Regions from separate parts of the Muntiacus reevesi genome. Here all the other regions are linked to region 3. The links are chromatin contacts, called in public Hi-C maps. All regions are on one chromosome and are shown on one strand. The core of a region is the stretch at or near the end of the contact, and the rest is flanking DNA. Distances in the headings are between cores, read along the strand shown. Region 1 holds the start of NRAS (NRAS proto-oncogene, GTPase). Region 2 holds the start of CSDE1 (cold shock domain containing E1). Region 3 holds the start of BCAS2 (BCAS2 pre-mRNA processing factor).

The links. Hi-C and Micro-C count contacts between places; a contact is called where the count stands out from the background.
Region 1: a Hi-C map of blood shows a contact between it and region 3, with 2.9 times the contacts expected there. The contact joins the promoter of NRAS here to the promoter of BCAS2 in region 3. A contact is called at or near these places in 2 of 3 Hi-C or Micro-C datasets (blood and muscle).
Region 2: a Hi-C map of muscle shows a contact between it and region 3, with 5 times the contacts expected there. The contact joins the promoter of CSDE1 here to the promoter of BCAS2 in region 3. A contact is called at or near these places in 2 of 3 Hi-C or Micro-C datasets (blood and muscle).

The regions. Positions count from the first base shown.
Region 1 is chr1:90,800,254-90,803,244 of mMunRee1.1, forward strand. NRAS (NRAS proto-oncogene, GTPase) reads left to right here and starts at 1,524. Exons shown (of 7, transcript XM_065906503.1): 1 at 1,524-1,646; 2 at 2,139-2,266. The coding sequence starts at 2,156. It overlaps CSDE1 (cold shock domain containing E1), which reads left to right. Exons shown (of 21, transcript XM_065906467.1): 21 at 96-1,397. The coding sequence ends at 143.
Region 2 is chr1:90,764,590-90,767,918 of mMunRee1.1, forward strand. CSDE1 (cold shock domain containing E1) reads left to right here and starts at 1,464. Exons shown (of 21, transcript XM_065906467.1): 1 at 1,464-1,610.
Region 3 is chr1:90,935,385-90,938,702 of mMunRee1.1, forward strand. BCAS2 (BCAS2 pre-mRNA processing factor) reads left to right here and starts at 1,934. Exons shown (of 8, transcript XM_065906596.1): 1 at 1,934-2,131; 2 at 2,238-2,330. The coding sequence starts at 2,039. It overlaps DENND2C (DENN domain containing 2C), which reads left to right. Exons shown (of 19, transcript XM_065906577.1): 19 at 1-1,081.

The DNA.
Region 1 (2,991 bases), core at 274-2,773, 140 kb before region 3:
TATATGTGATAAATATATCATGTTACATTTTGGGATTGTGAAATTAACCATTGTCATGCACCTGGGTCATTAACTGTGATTTTATTTCTTCACAGGGATTTGGTGCAGAAAGAAAGATCCGTCAAGCTGGTGTCATTGACTAACCACATCCACAAAGCACATCATTAATCCACTATGATCAAGTTGGGGGGATTCTGGTGAAGGGTTCTGAATATCTCCCTCTTCATCCCTCCCAAAATCTGGAATACTTATTCTATTGAGCTATTACACCAGTTTTAACACCTTCCTCGTGTTATGTTTAAAAAAATAAATAAATTTAAGAAAACCATTTTAAAATTATGCACAGTTGCAGCCTGGAAAACTTAAGGTGGCGCCTTATAGTATCAATTTTAGGAGCTTTATTTGGTGCATTTAACGCAACTGGTAATTACAGAATCCACTTCGCCTGTGTAAGAGAAAAATATAGACTGTTAACTTGTTGGCCCTATGAAATTCTGCACTTGATATTTAGTATATACTCTACCTTCATTACTTCTGGCAAAATTTCTGCCTTAGCACTCAGTTACATTCTTTTTCCTTTTCTGTTTATTATGCTTTAATTCTGAGGACCATATGAGGGTAGAATATATTAAAAATTACCAAAATTTATATAGGCAAACCATTTCCTTAAGTTGATGGCCAAATGTTAAAATGTTATTTTTCATATCATTTATAATCTTGTCACAGTCCACTTAACGAAGTTTGGTTAGATTTCAGTGAAAATTATCTTCCAGAGTAGTTTTTTTTTTTTTTTCCTGGCATGGGGGGGTAACTTTACTACAATTAGTATGTATGGTGCAGAATTTCATGCAAATGAGGTGTGCCAGCAGTGTGATAATTTAAACGTATTTAAACAAAAACAAAAAGACGAATGCACAAACTTGCTGCTGCTTAGATCACTGCAGCTTATAGGACCCAGTTTCTTTTACTGATTTCAAAACAAAACAAAAGAAAAAATAATAAAAAAGTTGTGCCTGAAATGAATCTTGTTTTTTTTATAAGTAGCCGCCTGGTTCCTGTGTCCTGTAAAAATACAGGCACTTGACCCTTGGTGTAGCTTCTGTTCGACTTTTTATCACGGGAACGGATTGGTCTGATTTCTTGGCCCTCATCTTGAATTGGCCATATACAAGGTCCCTGGCCAGTGGACTGAAGGCTTTGTCTAAGATGACATGGGTCAGCTCAGGGGATGTGGGGGAGGGTGTTTTTATCTTCCCCGTTGTCGTTTGAGGTTTTGATCTTCTCTGGGTAAAGAGGCCATTTATCTTTGTAAACACATAACATTTTGCTTTCTCCAGTTTTCTGTTAATGGCGAAAGAATGGAAGCGAATAAAGTTTTACTGATTTTTGAGACACTAGCACCTAGCGCTTTCATTATTAAAACGTCCTGTATGGGAGGGGCGGGTCTGGGTGCGGCCTGCCGCGTGACTCCTGGGTCAGAGGCCCACGTGGCCGGGGCGGGGACTTGGGCGCAGACTGATTACGTATCGGGCGGGGCCGGAAGTGCCGCTCCCTAGTGGGGGCTGTTCATGGCGGTTCCGGGGTCTCCCAACAATTTTCCCGGTTGTGGTCGTAATCTATCCGAAGTGGAGGCAGTAGAGCTAGAGGTAAGGCTCTGGCGTGTGTAGCGTTCAGCTTTCGAGCATAGTGATAATTCCTTGTTGCCAGAAATCGAGCGGAATCTACGAACTGAAGACAAAGGCCCTGGGCGGGGGTGTCCTTCGATTTGAGCCCTACGGAGGAGTTCTCTGGAGAAAGGGGGTTGGGGACTAAGAAAGGGAGACAGCCTGGCGGCCGCCCCCCAAACCTGAAAAGATTTACAGGAGGAGTAGGAAAGGGGGTTTCCTTTCCCTTAGGCTGAGGGCGGGGCCCAAAGTCTTGAAACCGAGGGTGAGGGTAGCTGGAAGATTAATCCAGAATTCTGAGATCCACAGTAACCTGCAAGTGTTTTTGCACTCCTGAATCACTTTGAGAACCAAGTGGAGATGAACGTGTACGGAACCAATCCATTTCAAATTCTGGTTTTAGTTACTATTGATTACAGAAAGCTTTGAAGTTCTGTGGTTCGCCAGTTAACCCTAATTGCTGCTTTCCAACAGGTTCTTGCTGGTGTGAAATGACTGAGTACAAACTGGTGGTGGTTGGAGCAGGTGGTGTCGGGAAAAGTGCACTGACAATCCAGCTAATCCAGAACCACTTTGTAGATGAATATGATCCCACCATAGAGGTGAGGCCCAGTGGTGGTCCGCTGACCGTACCTCTCTGTTTGCATTTAGTCTTACGCATTCTCTTCCCCGTACCCTTCAGCTGTTCTTTAGCTAAAGGAATAATCAGAAGAGAAAAAGTTATTTGGGGCTCTGTGTTTAGTAATACAATAAATTAAGCTTTTTTACATGTCTGTGGGAAAGAGTTCATTTTTATTAGCTGCTGAAGATTTTATAAAAAGTTTACAGTTTTTAACCGTTTTGTAAACAACTCACTGTTGAACTCGTTTAGTTTCTTCACATATGACAGCTCTGTTAAAAAGAACACAGGTCATAGCATAAATACCTGAATAATAGCAGGATGGAGAAAAAGGATTGAGAGATCTAGGTGTTTCTTAGCTAGTTGAAGCAACTGAGACTGTGGGTTGAGGTAGAAAGAGCATGAGATTTTGAGTCACTGTGCCTTGGAGTACCATCCTGTTTTCAGTTTATTAGTTATGTGACAGTGAGCAATCACTCTCTTCATCTAGTAAAGTACCATAAATTTGTCTTGCCTGACACACAAGCAATGTGAAAAATCAAGTGTGTTACATTTTTATGGATGCTGATGCAGTGTAATTATTACTTATTTAAGGATTCTGTTGTTTTTGTAGGAGTTCATGTTACAGATTGATTTCAGTAAGTGGCATCTAAAGCCCTTTACATAGTTTGTAACCTTATTCAATTTAGAAATGTCAAACTCTAGAGA
Region 2 (3,329 bases), core at 214-2,713, 170 kb before region 3:
TTATTTCTAGTGCAAGAGCCCAGGGCAGTTTCTCCATAACATTAGATTAGAGTATCCAAACGGATCTATTGCTGGGGAGGAGAAATCTCAATTTAAGATTTGGACAGAGGAAACAAAACAACTAGTCTGATGTATTTACATTCCATACTTCCCAACAGAACACTCCACTTTCTAATAACTTCTTACATTGTTGTTCAGTGCTATTCATTCAACAAACTTTTGAAGGTTGTCTATGTCAGGCATTGCCAGGATAAGCGATGTAAAAATGAATGTCACAGGCCCTGTTCTAAAGTATCACTAGCTAGTATAAACTAGCAAAAACAGAGTGAACTATGAAAGCATTAACAGTGAAGCCTGGGAAAGCTGTGGTGGAGCGGGTAAGCATCAAAGAGAAGGGGCATCTTGTGGGATTAGACCAATAGCAGAAGAGTTGGATAAAACATCTTTGAACTTCGGAAATAAGATACTACCTCCTCTTATAATCCAAGGTTACATACTCTCATAACACTGTGCACCTTTCCTTCATTGCAGTTATTTCAATGTGTATGTTCAGATTTTGGTTTTGTGATTAAATGATGCTAGACTGAAAGTTCCTTGAGGACAGCACCATGTCCATTTGTTGTTACTATTACACATCCCAGCGATGACACATATGTGATGCAGGACAAGTAAGTGTTGAGAGGGAAAATAAAGTGGGTGGGCAAGTTCTCAGAAGCATGACTGGTCATTTTTTATCCAGTGTTCTCAAGCGAGAGAGCCACAGAATGTGAAAAGCATTCCTCTCACCAAAGGGGACTGCCTGATGTTTGGCAAGGTGTAATTCATTGAACTTTTCTGTGGTTAGAATTAACATTTCCCTCCTACCCTCTCTCCTTGTGAGATAAATCATCCATTTACCCTGATTTCAACCTTTTGGTTACCGATTCAGTCCCGTGGATCACACTATGAACACCTTCCAGTAACTAGAAAGGTCAGTTGAAGGAGTTTAATGGCCATGATACCTTGCTCACTCACTGTCTGTTGCAAGCAACACAGTTTATGGGAGATAAAGTTCTCACTTAAGGTTTTCAAAGTACCTTGCTAAAAATCTAACTCTATACTAAATAAAATTCCACTCTAATGTAGCAGACAAGAAAGCCTCCAATGTGAAAAAAATGAAACTGCGGTTTGCGAACTTCTGGATTACTGCCGAGGAAGGAGAATCCTTTATATGACATTTCTGATACGTCCTCCAAATTGTTCTCCCTGGAGGTTCACCCTGGTCTCACAGCCTAAAGCATATTCAAGTTTGCAAAGATCAGAGACACTGAAAGTCACCCTACACCCCACCCCTTGAGTCCCAGTGGAGTCAGTAAACACAGATTGATTTCCGCAACTCAAGGGGGAGGGGATCTAGGGGAATTTAGACACCACCTCCGTTGTGGTTAAGCACAGCGCACCGCTGGCGTCATTCAGCCCTCGTGCGCAGGCGTACTAAGGATACACTCCCCCTCCCCTTCCTGTGCACGCGCTCGGAGTCTGCAACTCTCGCGAGAGAAGCGAGATTTATTCCTACGTACCGGGCCGTGCTGCTTATGGCGGCGCTGGAGAGGGGGCGCTGAGCTGTTGGGGTGAGTACGACCTCAGGGTCCAATTGGGGATAGCAGGAAGCCAAGTTAAGGGCGGATGAAAAAATCAAGACAAACGGGAGAGACCTCTGAGTCAGGGTGGGCACTTCTAGAGCCTCGTGTAGATTACATTTCGCCCTGAGTCCCCACCCCGGGCTTTTCCACCCGTCCCCCGTTCAACTGTCTAGGCCTCACATCAGGCTGCAGAGCCGAAGTGAAGATTGGAGGCCAGGCGGCAGCGCGTGGTGGTGCTGGTGACTAAAGTGGGGGGAGGGAGCGAAAATGGAGGCTCCGACCGCAGCCAAGATGGAGGCAGGGGTGCGGGGCTCGGGCGCGGAGGCTGCTGGGAGTTGTAGTCTGGCTGTTTCCCCCTCAGCCGCTTGGTGGGGGAAACGAGAACTACAAGTCCCGGCGGGCGGGGCGAGGGGGTGGTGGCGCGGTCCTTTGTGTGAGACTGGAAGAGCCAGAGGCAGAGGAGAGCGGCCTACTCTGACTTTGGACACTATAGTTTCTTAGCCGTCACCTGCTTGCGGATCTGCCTACCAGTAGCAGAGCGCAGTGCGGCAGTGGCCCTTCCTTTGTGTATGAACTGAGACCCCGCTCTACCTAAGTTGCTTAGAGACACCTCCATTCTTCGGCCACTTCTGGCACGGTAGCCCAGCCGAAGTGTCATCTTTATTGCCATTCACCCAGAGCTGTTTATCCTGGGTCTCAACCCTAGCTTCCCCGTCTAACCCTCTCCTTTAGCTTCTTGAGAAAGAGAACCGGCCTCTGAACTTAGGCACAGGGCTCTCACCCCTCTAATTCTAGGGTTAAAACAGACTCTTTTGAGAGCTCAGTGGCGTTCTTCTTACCACCTTCTCTGGTTCTTATGGTGTAAGAGCCTGGCCCATATTGTGCAATGAAAGACTTGACGTCGTCATTCTGTGTAGTTTTTTTAGAGCTCTGGTCGCAGACCCTTCGAGGTTCTTACCATTCTATCCTAAGTAGGAGATCTTAGTACCACGGTTCTTTTTTGCCTTAAGGTTTTGCTTTGGAAACACCCGGATAGCTCCTCCCTTGCTTAACTTACAAGTAAGGCAGGGAACACTCTAAAATAGCCTTCATTCCGCAAATACAGAAGGCTGAACGTTGTTGTCCGAGGTAATTTCCTTGTTTTGCACCTAAAATGAGCGAAAGAATGTGGTCCTCTTAAACATTTGGTAGGCAGGATAAAGCAGGAGGGAGGACGCTCAGAGATACTATGATAGTTAAATCTTGAAATATTTCCTGTCAGAGATTAAGCTTTTTATGAGGACGGTGTTAACTGGCAGCTTTTGACTAGAGCTATTAATCTGTAAAATGTATTTATCAAATTATTGGCGCAAATATAAGTTACTCTGTTTCAAAACGCTGAGTAATTTTCTTGAGTTTCTAGAAGGCGAGCATTTTCAATACTACATTGAGGGCCAGTAAAATGCCTTGGTGTCATTTTGGTACTAACCATTTTTGGGTATTCATGGTGTGGGTCAGGAGGGGGTTTATATACTTGAACAGGCATAGGCTTGAGTCATAAAATCTTGAAAAATGTTCAACTTTGTGTTTTTTTTTTTTTTCCTTTTAGCCGTAGGCCCGAAATAAAAGAGATGGTAGTGGTTTGAGTGATTTTGCAGCTGCTCTGGATGCTTACCATCGAGATGAGTATTTATAGCAGCTGAGTTGAAAAGTAAAGTATTTGAGGCG
Region 3 (3,318 bases), core at 684-3,183:
AATGGTATGTGTGTGTATGTCATCTTTAATTTAGTCTTTAAATCAACTGTTCGCATCTCTCATTTCACTGATGAAGAAAGTGGAATTCAGAGAGTTTAAATAAACTGAAGCCAGGACTATTCATTTTTTAACACAAAGCTGGTTATTCCTACAGATAGAAAATTGGGCTCTGTGGGATTATAGCTATTGGAAAAGGGTTTTTTTTTTTGTTTTGTTTTTTAAGCTGAAGTGTGCCAGAGCCAACTTGCAGCTCTGAGGATACAGGACATCATGCTACACGTGTTCAGCTGAGACTCTCTTCTTGGTTCTTTTAGAAATGTTGGGCTTTTTCTCTAAATTGGACTCAGAATATGGACATTTCCTGGGCACACACCACATTATCACCCCAACTTTTAATATCTAAAGTAGTAGCAGTGATTTGAAAGAGAAATTTGTCAGCCATGGTGTAATTTTAATTGATAAATGCTATAGCAAGTGTCAGTTTGTTTTCTTCAACTCCTGCTGATGGCTTTAACTGCATAAAAAATATTCAAACTTAAAACATTGTTGTGTTATGATACAACTTACTTACTTGTACAGTATTGTCATTACAACCCATTCAGGTGTGTGTGGATGGATCTGAAACAGACAACATGTAAAATGGGTGCTGTATAATACAATTACTACAGATGTGGGTCCATAAAATAGAACTGAGCCCTTGTCTTTAAAAAAGAAAAAAAAGTTTATTAAGCAGCTTACCCCGGTGGGACTTTTACCAGACATTTCCCCATTTGGTCTCTTCTGACACTCCCACCCTGAGGGAACAATCAGTAACTGGGAATTGAGTGTTTATCCCTCTGTGAGGAGCCATTTACTTCAGGAATGGGAGTCTTATTTTTATCCCTCCCATCTGAAGCTGCTTCCTTAAGTCTGTTTTGTTTTGTTTTTGTAAAGAATTACGAATTCTGGACATGTTTGTAAGATAATCGCTCAAGATTTGTATAAAATGTTATTCACAGATCTTTTATTCACAGATGAATAAACACAAAAAAATACCATGGGTCTCTTGGAGAATTTGAAATAAAACTGCTTAAATTGTAAAGATCTTTTACTTCATTTAAATCTATAGCTAACACACTTATCTAAAAGTAGGTAAAGGATAAACGATCCTAGAGTAACCAAGCCTAATAACCGTGGCCAACATTTTCAAGCTCTTGGCGAAGTCGGGGTCTAGATTTGCACATCGGGCACAGTATATAGTTCTACTATCAAAGGGAACTGGAAGCCAGGGACCAGAGACTGGGCATCAGCGATAGCAGAAGTGGCTGGAGGCGTTGAGAAGAGTGTAAAGGCAAAATGACTGGATTTTAGACACGCCCCGAAGGCAAAAATCAGCCTTTTTAAAAGATGGGATTAACGTGCAGTCACCCATTTCGCCCTGGGGCGGGGAGATCAGGTTCGTTTCCTTCTGCAGACCTAAAGCTTCGCAATTTAACTGGAGACTAGAGCCCACTCCCTGCATTTAGTCACTGCAAAGCTTCTCAGGACGCCGAGAACAAAGAATAGTGGGAATACAGCAAGGAACTGCAAAGGGAAAGAAGTTTAAGGGAAGAGGGGGAAGGTTAGGGGAGTTATGCCGAGATGGGAACCCAGTATCTTTCTCCCTGCCAAATCCTGTAGCCAGTTCCCTCCAAAAATTTTAAAGGATTCCACTTCCAGATACTCGAATCCTGGTCGAAACCGAAAGCCCCAAATGCCCCGCACTTCGCTGCCAGTCGACGGCAAAAAGATGGAGCAAGCGGGGACAGGAAACAGACGTACCGGGGACTCTGGGAAACCACGAAGTGACGTCATATCCGACCAAAACAAAAACGGCCGGGCAATTTCTAGCGGGCGCGCCCTCAGAATTAACAACTGGGCGTGCGCCAAAGCAGATACACAGGTGGCGTCATTACGTTAGTGTCGGGCGCAGGCGACGTGATTACGTTAGCGTCGGGCACTGGAGTATTGAAGTGAACCTGAACCGGCGCAGACTTAGAAAGCTACAGTGAACCTAAGGATGGCGGGCACAGGTTTGGTGGCCGGGGAGGTTGTGGTGGATGCGCTGCCGTATTTTGATCAGGGTTACGAAGCGCCTGGTGTTCGCGAAGCGGTAAGTTCGGGGTTTTGTGTAACTGGCTCAGCGCTGGCTGGCCCATAGTGCCGGAAGAAGTGCCTAACAATTTGCTGCTCGTACCCTGTCTTCTTTTCGTTCTTAGGCTGCGGCGTTGGTGGAGGAGGAAACTCGCAGATACCGACCTACGAAGAACTATCTAAGCTACCTGACGGCCCCAGATTATTCTGCTTTTGAGGTAAGTGTGATGTTTTGAGCCCAGCGCACAGTGAACCCCTTTGGATCGAGAGCCTTTGCCTTAAAAGCCTTCACTTAAAAGTGAATTGTAAATTCCAGCTTAAGTATTACTTGCTTCACTATTACTTACCCTGTTGTCAGTATTGTTAGTCAGTTGAAAATAGCTGCATTAAAAAAAAAAAAAAGAAAGAAAATAGCTGCATAGATAAGCCTCCTCCAGAGTTCTGAGACCCACAAGACTTCCGAGGGCTCCACAGACTGACCTAACAATGCAAAAATTAGTGTTACGTCTTTCCAAGATAAGTTTTTGCGTAAATTGTCAAAGGGATCCTCTTCCTCTAAGTATAAAACAAGTGATCTAGGCTGTTTTTTAAAATACACAAAAGCCTAATTACCTAAGCTTCTGAGAGCCACAGGATTGCGGCCTTTGTTTCAAAGCCTAAATATTTACTGAATGTATGTCGTTGATTGTAGAGATAAATAATATCTAAGTGAACCATACTAAACCGTTTAGATATTTTGCCTAGAAGTGCACCCAAAATACTGTGGGTGGTAGATTAGTCGCTAAGTCGTGTCTGGCACTTTGCAACCCCATGGGTGCCGGCCAGACTCCTCTGCCCATGGGATTCTCCAGGCAAGAATACTGGAGTGGGGTTGCCATTTCCTTCTCCAGGGGGTCTTCCCAACCCAGGAATCGAACCCGAATTTTATGCATTGCAGGCAGATTCTTTACCAACTGAGCTACCAAGGAAGCCCATCCAAAATACTGTTCCGGGTCTAATTGTTCAGTCGCTTAGGTGTGTCTGACTCTGAGACCCCATGGACTGCAGCGCCAAGGTCTCCCTGTCCTTCACTGTCTCCCGGAACTGACTCAAACTCATATCTATTGAGTTGGTGAGGAGAAGTGGGCGGTAGAGGATAAGATGGTTGGATAGCATCACGGACTCAAAAAAATAGTGGTTAAGTTTTAAGTAGAAGAGAGAGGTTCC